Linked DNA regions of Bombyx mori: region 1 is linked to region 2. The links are chromatin contacts, called in public Hi-C maps. All regions are on one chromosome and are shown on one strand. The core of a region is the stretch at or near the end of the contact, and the rest is flanking DNA. Distances in the headings are between cores, read along the strand shown.

Region 1 (4,696 bases), core at 1,278-3,777, 980 kb before region 2:
TTAATATTGCGTTAAATTTCAGTCTTTTTGAGCTAGAAAAGCTCCACTCAAACTGCCTAATCTGAAAAGGAAATGAGTAAATTATAATTAGTTATCTATTAAAAAAATTAACTGAAACTATAAATGACTATGACATGTACTTACTATATCTCTGCTACTAACATCACCAATATAAGTAACAACATTAATGTCGGGTGCCCACTGCTGAAATTCCCTTTGCCAGGCAGTCATTGTACTCAGAGGCACTACACAAAGAAATGGTCCATACAGATGTTGCGACTTGAAGAGATAGTATAAAAAACAAATTGTCTGAAATCAAATTGAATAACATTAATTACTTTTATAATTATTATTTAAAAAAAAAAAAAAAACTGAGTTACAATAACCAAATATAATACCTGTATCGTTTTGCCTAGGCCCATTTCATCTGCTAAAATTACTGAATTGTCTTTACACCATGAGTGAATTAACCAATTCAATCCATCCATTTGATAATCTCTCAAGTGGTAACTCTGCAATAATCAAATTGTTCCGATACATAAAGCATACATTTTAATCAGGTTTAATCAAGTAATAATTCAAGTGCATTAAGTAAAATATAACATTCCGCGATACGATTCTTTTTTACAGTGAACAAATATCAAAACCGAATCCAAATTGAAAATTTCAATATGATTTCTCTGTAGACTTAAAAAGTACTATTTTTAATTTAACGCCACCTTGTGGTAACTAACCCGATAACAAGAGTCTTCCAGTTTTTAGCATTGATCAATAGATGGCGTAGCAATGAGATGACAGTAATTTCAAAATGGCGTTCTATGAATTCGTTTGTGTTAACAAGATGGCGGATGTCTGATGAGATTGGACATTGAGGAATGAATGGAATGATGTTCGAAATTCTAAATTTTACGTACTAAAAATTCTGTTTTAATAATAGAATGTATTCCAAATACGTATGTATTTTAAGCGTTTTACCAATTTGAAAACAACTAATCGAGTATTAATGTAGGATTTTAACAATCTTCATCAAATTAGGATTAAAATATTTTATTCTACTTACTGAATCTTTTCCCACGTATTCAGGTTGTTCTTTTATCTGATGAAACTTGGGTCGCCTTTTCAATACAGGGCAATGCCTAGATGGAGTACTTTTAGCAGCTTCTCGACTTTTAAAGTGCTCCACCTCAACAGGCCATCTTTTCTCTATTAAAACTGCATCTTCCCATGTTGCATCAGCATATGGAAGAGATTCCCATTTGCAAAAATATTCATGAGCAGTTCCACCACCTTCTAGCTCACGATTTTGTTCAGCTGTACAGTGAAAAAGAACTTTTGTTTAGTTCAAATAAATTCAAAATAAAGTTTAAAGAAAAACTGTAAATTTCTTACCTATTATCCTTTCAACGTTATTGTAGGTTTTAACTAATTCTTGCTGTAGTTCAGACTGACACTCATAGTAATCTATATCCTCAGGTCCAGCTTGCTGTCTCCACCATGAGATTTCTACTTCTTTCTTAATAAAGTTTTCCAGTTTCTTTAAGCCTTTAACTTTTTGATCATTAATTGTCTTTTCAGATTCCCATGTGTTGTGAATATGTGACCATCCTTTCCACTTTATCAGGTATTGAGGTTCAGTAGAGTCTTCATCATTAGGGTCACAACCTTCATTAGGGTCTCCATGTTCTTCTATATAATAAATGGTGGTCACATTGCCAGTGACTGCACAATGAGAAGAAGATATTAGCTAAAATTTAACATTATATTTGCACCAAAATGCAAATTAAAATAAAAAGCATAAATACTAAAACTTAGGTGAAATTATAAATTGTGCTATTCATTTACATATTATATCATACACATTTATATTATTGAAGTACCTCCTTTTTTCCCTCGTCGCATTCCCAGAACTCGTTCTATTGTCTCACTATGATCCTCAGGTTCTGGCTCAGCTTCACCATCTCCTTCCACACCTTCCACCTCCAAAAGATCAGAAGAATCAGTTTGTTCATCACTTGCTTCTTTATAACTAACTGCTGCGCCTGTACGTCTTGTTGTTGTTCGACTAGACAAATATCTCACATGTATTCTGAATGCAATACTAACATAAACTTAAGGTCTGGAGTTAATTCACAATAAGAACACGTTTTTATTGGCTAGACACTTTTTTGAAATTCTTTCCATTTTTATATAATAGAATTGATCAACATAATTTCAAAATTATATATTTACCTCTTGCTTTCATCATCTGTACCCTCTGAACTCTCTTCTTCGTCACTAGAATACCTTCTTCTCCTACTCGGTTTCTTTTTCCTCAGAGGTAGACTTCTTTGGCCAGGTCTCTTTGATGGTGGTGGTGGAGAGCCCCCTATTTCACTGTCACTTTCTGATGTATCAGAATTCCATGAGTTGCTACAATGGAAAACAATGTTATTTTAGGTATTAATCAATAAATCAATGGCATTTTAACTCATCTAGGACTTTTTGAATAATTTACTATTCACAGTTATATTATGTATTATATTATAGTACCTATATTCTGAAAGCATTTACCTTTTTTTTCTACTTTTCCGACTGTGAGTTCTGGACTTTTTGAATAATTTACTATTCACAGTTATATTATGTATTATATTATAGTACCTATATTCTGAAAGCATTTACCTTTTTTTTCTACTTTTCCGACTGTGAGTTCTATCTCTTTCACTAGAATCACTATCTGCTAATTTTAATCTATCTGGCTCTTTTCTTGGCCGTGCTGATCTTCTGATTCCATATATATCTGGATTTTCTTCCCAAAGATCAGATTTTACTTTGCTATGGCTATTTCTAGATCTAGACTTTGGTGCTGAGTCTTCATCAGAACTATTTTTATCAGTATGATGGTCAGATTTTGATGAATTCGCATTATCATAGTTATGTGATGTTTTGCTATCATCACTATGATGTGAACCCCCTACACCAGATTTTTCTGATGCAGATCTGTGTGATCCTGAACCTGAGGAACTAGAGCCACTTTCACTGTAAATAAAAAAATAAACAATTACATAAGTTGACAATTTTTTTACAAATACTGGAGTTATGATATTTTAATAAGCAAGCATAATAAGATTTTATTTTATTTTGTTTATTTCCTTTTGAAAACAAAACAAATTCAACATTAATAATTGAAGAAATGCTTATATCTCCTAGCATGACTTGGGTAATTACAATTTTAATATAAAAAAAATCCAATTTAAAAAAAAATGTTTTATCAACTACTTAGATGCTTGTTTCAAGAGTATTGAATATGTAGATGAAGCCTTTCCAATCAAGAAAAGGCATATTGGTTCATTGCTTAATTTTTTTTTATTGCTTTATTAATAGCTATAAAATGATTATGGGAATAATATGACAATAATTACAAAGTGATTGGCTAACCCAAATTCCTTTTTGGGGTATTTTGCATTAAGTTCATGGATTATTTTTATTCATTAGACATTACTGCCACCATCAATATAAGTTTGTAGAAGAAACCAAGATTTATTTACCAAAGATGGATTACAATATGTTTAAATGAAGTTGAAATCTTCATCACCCAGATATTATTGGTAATGATATTGATTTTTACACTTCGAATTTGAATCATAGAATTTTAAATGAATAGTTTTATTTATAGTTGTTAATAGTTGTATTTAATTTAATAATTATAAGAAAAACAACTTGAACAGCTTTTGAACTGGTTCAATATATCAAGGCACCAAACAGCAAGAGACTGAGATTAGTTACTGGAACATATCACATGACTCGAGATAAATATTTTACACTCATATACTTCATATATATCTATCATATTATTGACTTTTATATTAAACTACTCTGAATATATGTTAAAATATTGAGATATTATGTATATAAATGACCATTATAGTAATTTCTAAATACCACTGAATTTCTCTATATACCACTGTAAGAACAGAAACAAAATACATCCACTATATTGATCAATTATAAATTTATTAGGAATAATATAATAACCACAACATAAACATTAAACTATATCATTAAGCATGATCAATAAGCTCAAATGTTGTAAACATCTAAATTATTCATTGGAAAACATTATTCATTGCAGTGCCAAAGCTTTGGCCATGTCTTTAAATAATTAATTTTCATGCCACTATTATTTTTATTTCAGCACTGTTAACTGTCTTCGTCTTCAGTATATTTACCTGACACCTGGTATTTGATTATTTAATAGTAGAGAACTTACCTTTCGCTTCCAGAGCCTGATTCGCTGGAGTCACTTTTATCTCCTTTTTCACTTGTGGAATCACTTTCAGATTCATTTATGGAACCCTTCTGTAACAAAAACACATTTTTATTTAATTGTCAGCATCTATAAAGAAATAAAATATATGTATAACACCAATTCCAGTTTTCTAACCATTTTTTTATAAAATGTAAGGCACTTTTGTGCATAGCCATAGTAGGAAATAATGGAAAAATCAGTATCGTATCTTTTAAAACTATACATCAATTCATTGAATATGTTCTAAAGTTTAAAAGAAATAATTATAAATCAATGAAAAGAGCAGATCATCAAGATTAAGATTGGAAAGCTTGAATTTCAATGAATGTTTTTGATTTGATGTACAAGCCGATGCAATATTTCAGTAAGTGAGGTTATGTTCAGGAATGTTTTTATACATCTTTAAAGTTT
Region 2 (4,735 bases), core at 1,480-3,979:
TCATATGGATGTCTCTTAAATTAACACAATACATTATTTAAATTCTAGAATGGTAATTAAAATAAATAAAACCCCTCCAAATTCAACACTGCCAAACTGGAAAATACACATCACTAAGTTGACTTAGTATAACTTAAATTTAAAAATACTTCAATCTCACCTGTTCCACCTATGTGGAATATTTTAGCCCTACCCCTAACAAAACGAAACCTGTAGCATTGCGCGCTACTGGTCAACGCGATAATTACTAGCTACACACAGCATTTAGCATTTTGTCAAAGTTTGAATAAATTTTTCGTAGGTTGTTCAGCATTTCCACACGAATACGCTGTAGACTGTAGGGGGAAAAAAGGTTACCGTTAAGATTTGCATAGCATCTTCAGAAAAATTCTAAGCACAACACTTATGACAACAACTGCATGTTATGTTATCGCTTAGAATTTTTTTACTACCAGCAAATAACAATAATGAAGAATGCCTCTTGGTTTTACGTCATTTTCACAATGTTCTTGAGAATTATGTTCTCATATGGCTCTTTTTTTGAGTTTTATTTTAAGCAAATCACAAATTCTTAAATTTCTACTGTAGAATACATACCATTCTTCATCCTTGTGTGCAACAAAAAATTCATTTAATTGTTGTCTCCTAAATTCTAGTTTGTATTCATTATACTTTAGAATTGCATCATCTACTGTAATTGAATCATCTTGGGCAGCAAGAAAAGCTTTGAAGGTCATCATGGTAGGTGGTCCCTCTGCTGAACCAACTGGCATAACTGCATCCCTGGGGTTATAAATAAAACATTGTGTAAAATATAATTGAATCATTAATCTCTGATCTTTTAAATTTATAACAGATAATTTTTGACAGCTACTTTATTTGGCACAATTCATACAGCTTCATTAAACAACTAGACTGTATTACTCATGATTAATGATGTTAAAACAAGTTCAAAGAGCTGTAGGAAATTTTAGTAGGTTCTGATATAATGAAGTTTGGTTGACCTTGGTTTTTAGTAAAATGATATAAGACATACTTTTATACTATCTAAATTAAAGTTAAATTTAAAAAAAACTTCTTTAAGATATTAGTGTACCTGTAGGGCTATTATCAAATGATATAAAATGTCACAACTTTTCAGTACCAATGAGAGCCATAATAGTTTGTTTGAATGAATGGCTGAGAATATTACTTTTTGAACTTTCTTAATTTTTTTTATGAATACTGTGTTTATGTAGTGTTAGGTAAATGTCTTTCTTTTACTTAAATTATATAATTTCAATTAACAATCAAGGCTAGTTCTAGCGGCTAGGTGTTGCTCAGTTTGGTGTGGCAAAACTGGCACTAACTCTGGAAATAACATTTTATATCCTCAATCTAAAATAAACCAAGGATTCATTAGATAAGAAATTTATTGTCATTTTTTATTTTAAACCTACCTGGCTGGTACTGGTGGCATGGGTTGTCCATAACCTTGATGAGCTGGATGTGGGCCAAAATGATCATGGGCCCAACCATATGACCCATAAGAGTCATGTGGCATACCTCCATATCTTCTATCTTCAATAGGCCATTCTGGTCTGATCCTTTTATTTGGTGGACCCTCCCCTCTTATTGGTGAGTATCCACGTGTACCAGTTACACCGCTCCGGTAGTCCCTGTAATCAGGACCTGATCGACCTCCACGAGACCTTCCAAAAACAAAAGTTACTACAATAAACTACAGAAACAAAGCAAATACAAGGTGTTTTAGCTTGGTCACAAAGTTAAACCAGGGTTCGATTTTGTGATTGCTTGGGCACCTTTGATTTTTAGCAGAAATAAAAATACATGTGCATTCCTAAAATTACTTTCTATGATAATTTCAGCTCTCATGCATTCTATTTACTATCAACAAAAAATAGCTTTTAATTACTTTAAAGATAAGTTTATAGGAATATAGGAAATTTGGCTTAATTGTATTACATTATAGTACAATTTGTATGCACTATTACATGCCATAACTAAGTGGTAATATAATAGTATGATACTTATACACAATTAATTCTATTTAGATCTTTTATAAATCTCTTAGAAACAGATTTATGAATAATGGGGTACCTATTTTTAAAATAAACATTGTAATTAAACATCATATTCTACGAGTAGAAGTGAAAGTTGTCTGTGTAATTTACAAGTTTATCACTACATCTACATTTTGTTGAATCACCAAACAAATTAGCTAAACAGAAAAGTACCTTAATATTGGTATTGAACGTTTTATGGGTTTGGGGATGGATTTAGGATTGTTAGGAAGTTCGTGAGTTTGAGGTTGGGATCTGAAAGGGAATATTAAATCTTATTACAAGTTTTCGTTGTTTTAGCATTTATTATTTGTACGTGTGAGTTTGTACCTCTCTGTCCATTCTTCTCGTCCACGACTACGCTCTTCACGTCTATCGCTGCTTCGGTAACTGCTGTTGTCAGCAGGACCTCTTTCACCTCTAAACTTATCTCGTCTTTTACGATCATACTCGTCATCACTGTCAGCCATTGTGTTCAGAATTAAGGAAACTATTAGATTATCTTAATTGTTTAACTTCTTTATGCATAGATTCATTAAGATTTTAACAATCACTCATTTATAGCTTTAGAAAATCCTCGAAAGGCATAAATTAACACGCACACCATAGGCAATTAAAGAAAGTGTATAATCTATGATTAAAGATGTTACATGAAATTCACAGACTACCTAATTTTTTTTTAAATACATTTACTGGCTTGGAAGCAAAGTCTTTTAAGCCAGACAATTAACTTAAATAAAGATTGGTGGAACTCACAAACTACATAGACCTCTTTATAGTCAGTGATTCCTTACATCTTGATTCCTGACAAAATGTAGATACATACTGGATTTTGTTTTTTGTAGTTCTTGTTTCTCCTTAGAAATTCAATCGTATCAGTTGCAGGTAATTAGGATATTACTAAAAAGAATCGTAAAGAGCTAATTGAAATTAACGAAGAATATCAATTCTCGGAACTGATTTAATTCAACTTATAATTATAAAAATGTTTTCATATTACAGTAAAACTATAAAAAATAATTCATGTAAATAAAAATGAAGACTGTACAAAAGAAAATTTTGATTTAAAAATATGTTCTTTTACGTAAAATTTATAACTAACACGCAGGTCTCTTTGTCAGCACAAGTAAGAACAATTTGAAACTATAAAGCTTGCATCCACTACACTTGAACTCCCCCATTCAGTTAATTTTACACTTTTTACTAGGTGCTGTCTCTTCAGAATCTCATTTGAATTAATTTAAATTCCTTTTCGTTTAATTCAATCGGCTATTTCACTTTTCACAAAATAAACAACTTTATCCTATTCCTTCCGACTATTTGGATCTAATGATGGTGTTGCCATGTTTTTATTGCCTGACCAAAGACAAATAAAAACACGTATTAAGATTTTATTTCAGAGGACGCAATTTTATTTTTCTTAAATGGTGGAGGAGTTCATTGGTGGTAAGACCTCTTGTAAGTCCGCACGGGTAGGTACCACTGCTTATTTCTGCCGTGAAGCAGTAATGCGTTTCGGTTTGAAGGGTGGGGCAGACGTTGTAACTATACTGAGATCTTAGAACTTATATCTCAAGGTGGGTGGCGCATTTACGTTGTAAATGTCTATAGGCTTCAGTAACCACTTAACACCAGGTGGGCTGTGGAGCTCGTCCACCCATATAAGCAATAAAAAAAAGTTGACAAGTTGACATACTTATGCATAAGTTCAAGCTTGTAGGGTCGCCACCAATGGCCTTAAGCCGCCATCTTGGCAAAAGGGTTTTCGCGCTGTTACTCAAAACCAACAACCCTGCAGAAACGGATAATTCCAGCGACAAAGTTTAATATCGTTAATTTATTTGAGTTTTACAGCGCTTCAAATTTGACCAGGTCTTTAAATATTCGCAATAATGCGATAAAAATGAACCGTTAGGCTTAGTTTTCTATTATATATATTTTTATTTATTTATTATCGACCCTTTTCCTCACCATAATACATAAAAATCATTGATTTTTATAATACTTCGCAGAGTACATTTATTACGAGAATCCTAAGCAGATAGAAAATTCCTAGGTACCTCTTGGGGTCAAATGAACATCTGCCAGCTACCTATTACTGTTATTACTATAATTTGTCCTAGAATGTTCAGCTGTTTCTTCCCTCTCTCGTTTCTGTTTTATAATAGACGTTCACAAAACGGCTCCATCAGAGCCCAGAGGTGATTTTTAGTGCGACCAGGCTGAATTAGATGCAGATACAGTCATCGTCCGTTCTGAGCTTGCCACACCCCAATCCTATGATTCTGTATCTATCGTAGCAGAGGATATTGACATTCTTCTCGTGCCTACATAATTATGAAAGAAGCAATCTAGTTTATTTTTTTAATACCTACAAAAGAGCGTACATGTGGTCAATTATACTGTCCTTCAGATTTTATAGGTAGTGAAATAATTTCAAACAATCATATCCTTTTAGTGGTATGTGTGTATATAATTATATATATATATATTGTCTAATACGAGCTCTGCCACGTCACAACAAATCCACAATTCGAGTACCTATACTTTCCTTCCCATGTTTCGAATCGCTTGACTATTTTGACGCTTTTCTTTGTGGCCAATAGATGTCGCTGTTTCGAAACTGTAAATCGCGGTATAGAGATATGTTAAATTTTATTTAAGTTAAGTCC

What was found. A called contact is a pair of places that touch in the nucleus more often than the background predicts.
Region 1: a Hi-C map of middle silk gland shows a contact between it and region 2, with 1.9 times the contacts expected there. The contact joins the promoter of CHD1 here to the promoter of LOC101746441 in region 2. A contact is called at or near these places in 2 of 7 Hi-C or Micro-C datasets (middle silk gland and posterior silk gland).

Annotation. Positions count from the first base shown.
Region 1 is chr5:10,961,586-10,966,281 of ASM3026992v2, reverse strand. CHD1 (Chromodomain-helicase-DNA-binding protein) reads right to left here and starts at 2,527. Exons shown (of 19, transcript NM_001113263.1): 1 at 2,252-2,527; 2 at 1,878-2,108; 3 at 1,390-1,719; 4 at 1,061-1,311; 5 at 399-512; 6 at 145-309; 7 at 1-61. The coding sequence starts at 1,899.
Region 2 is chr5:9,978,666-9,983,400 of ASM3026992v2, reverse strand. LOC101746441 (serrate RNA effector molecule homolog) reads right to left here and starts at 2,729. Exons shown (of 16, transcript XM_038011085.2): 1 at 2,394-2,729; 2 at 1,440-1,658; 3 at 598-783. The coding sequence starts at 2,533.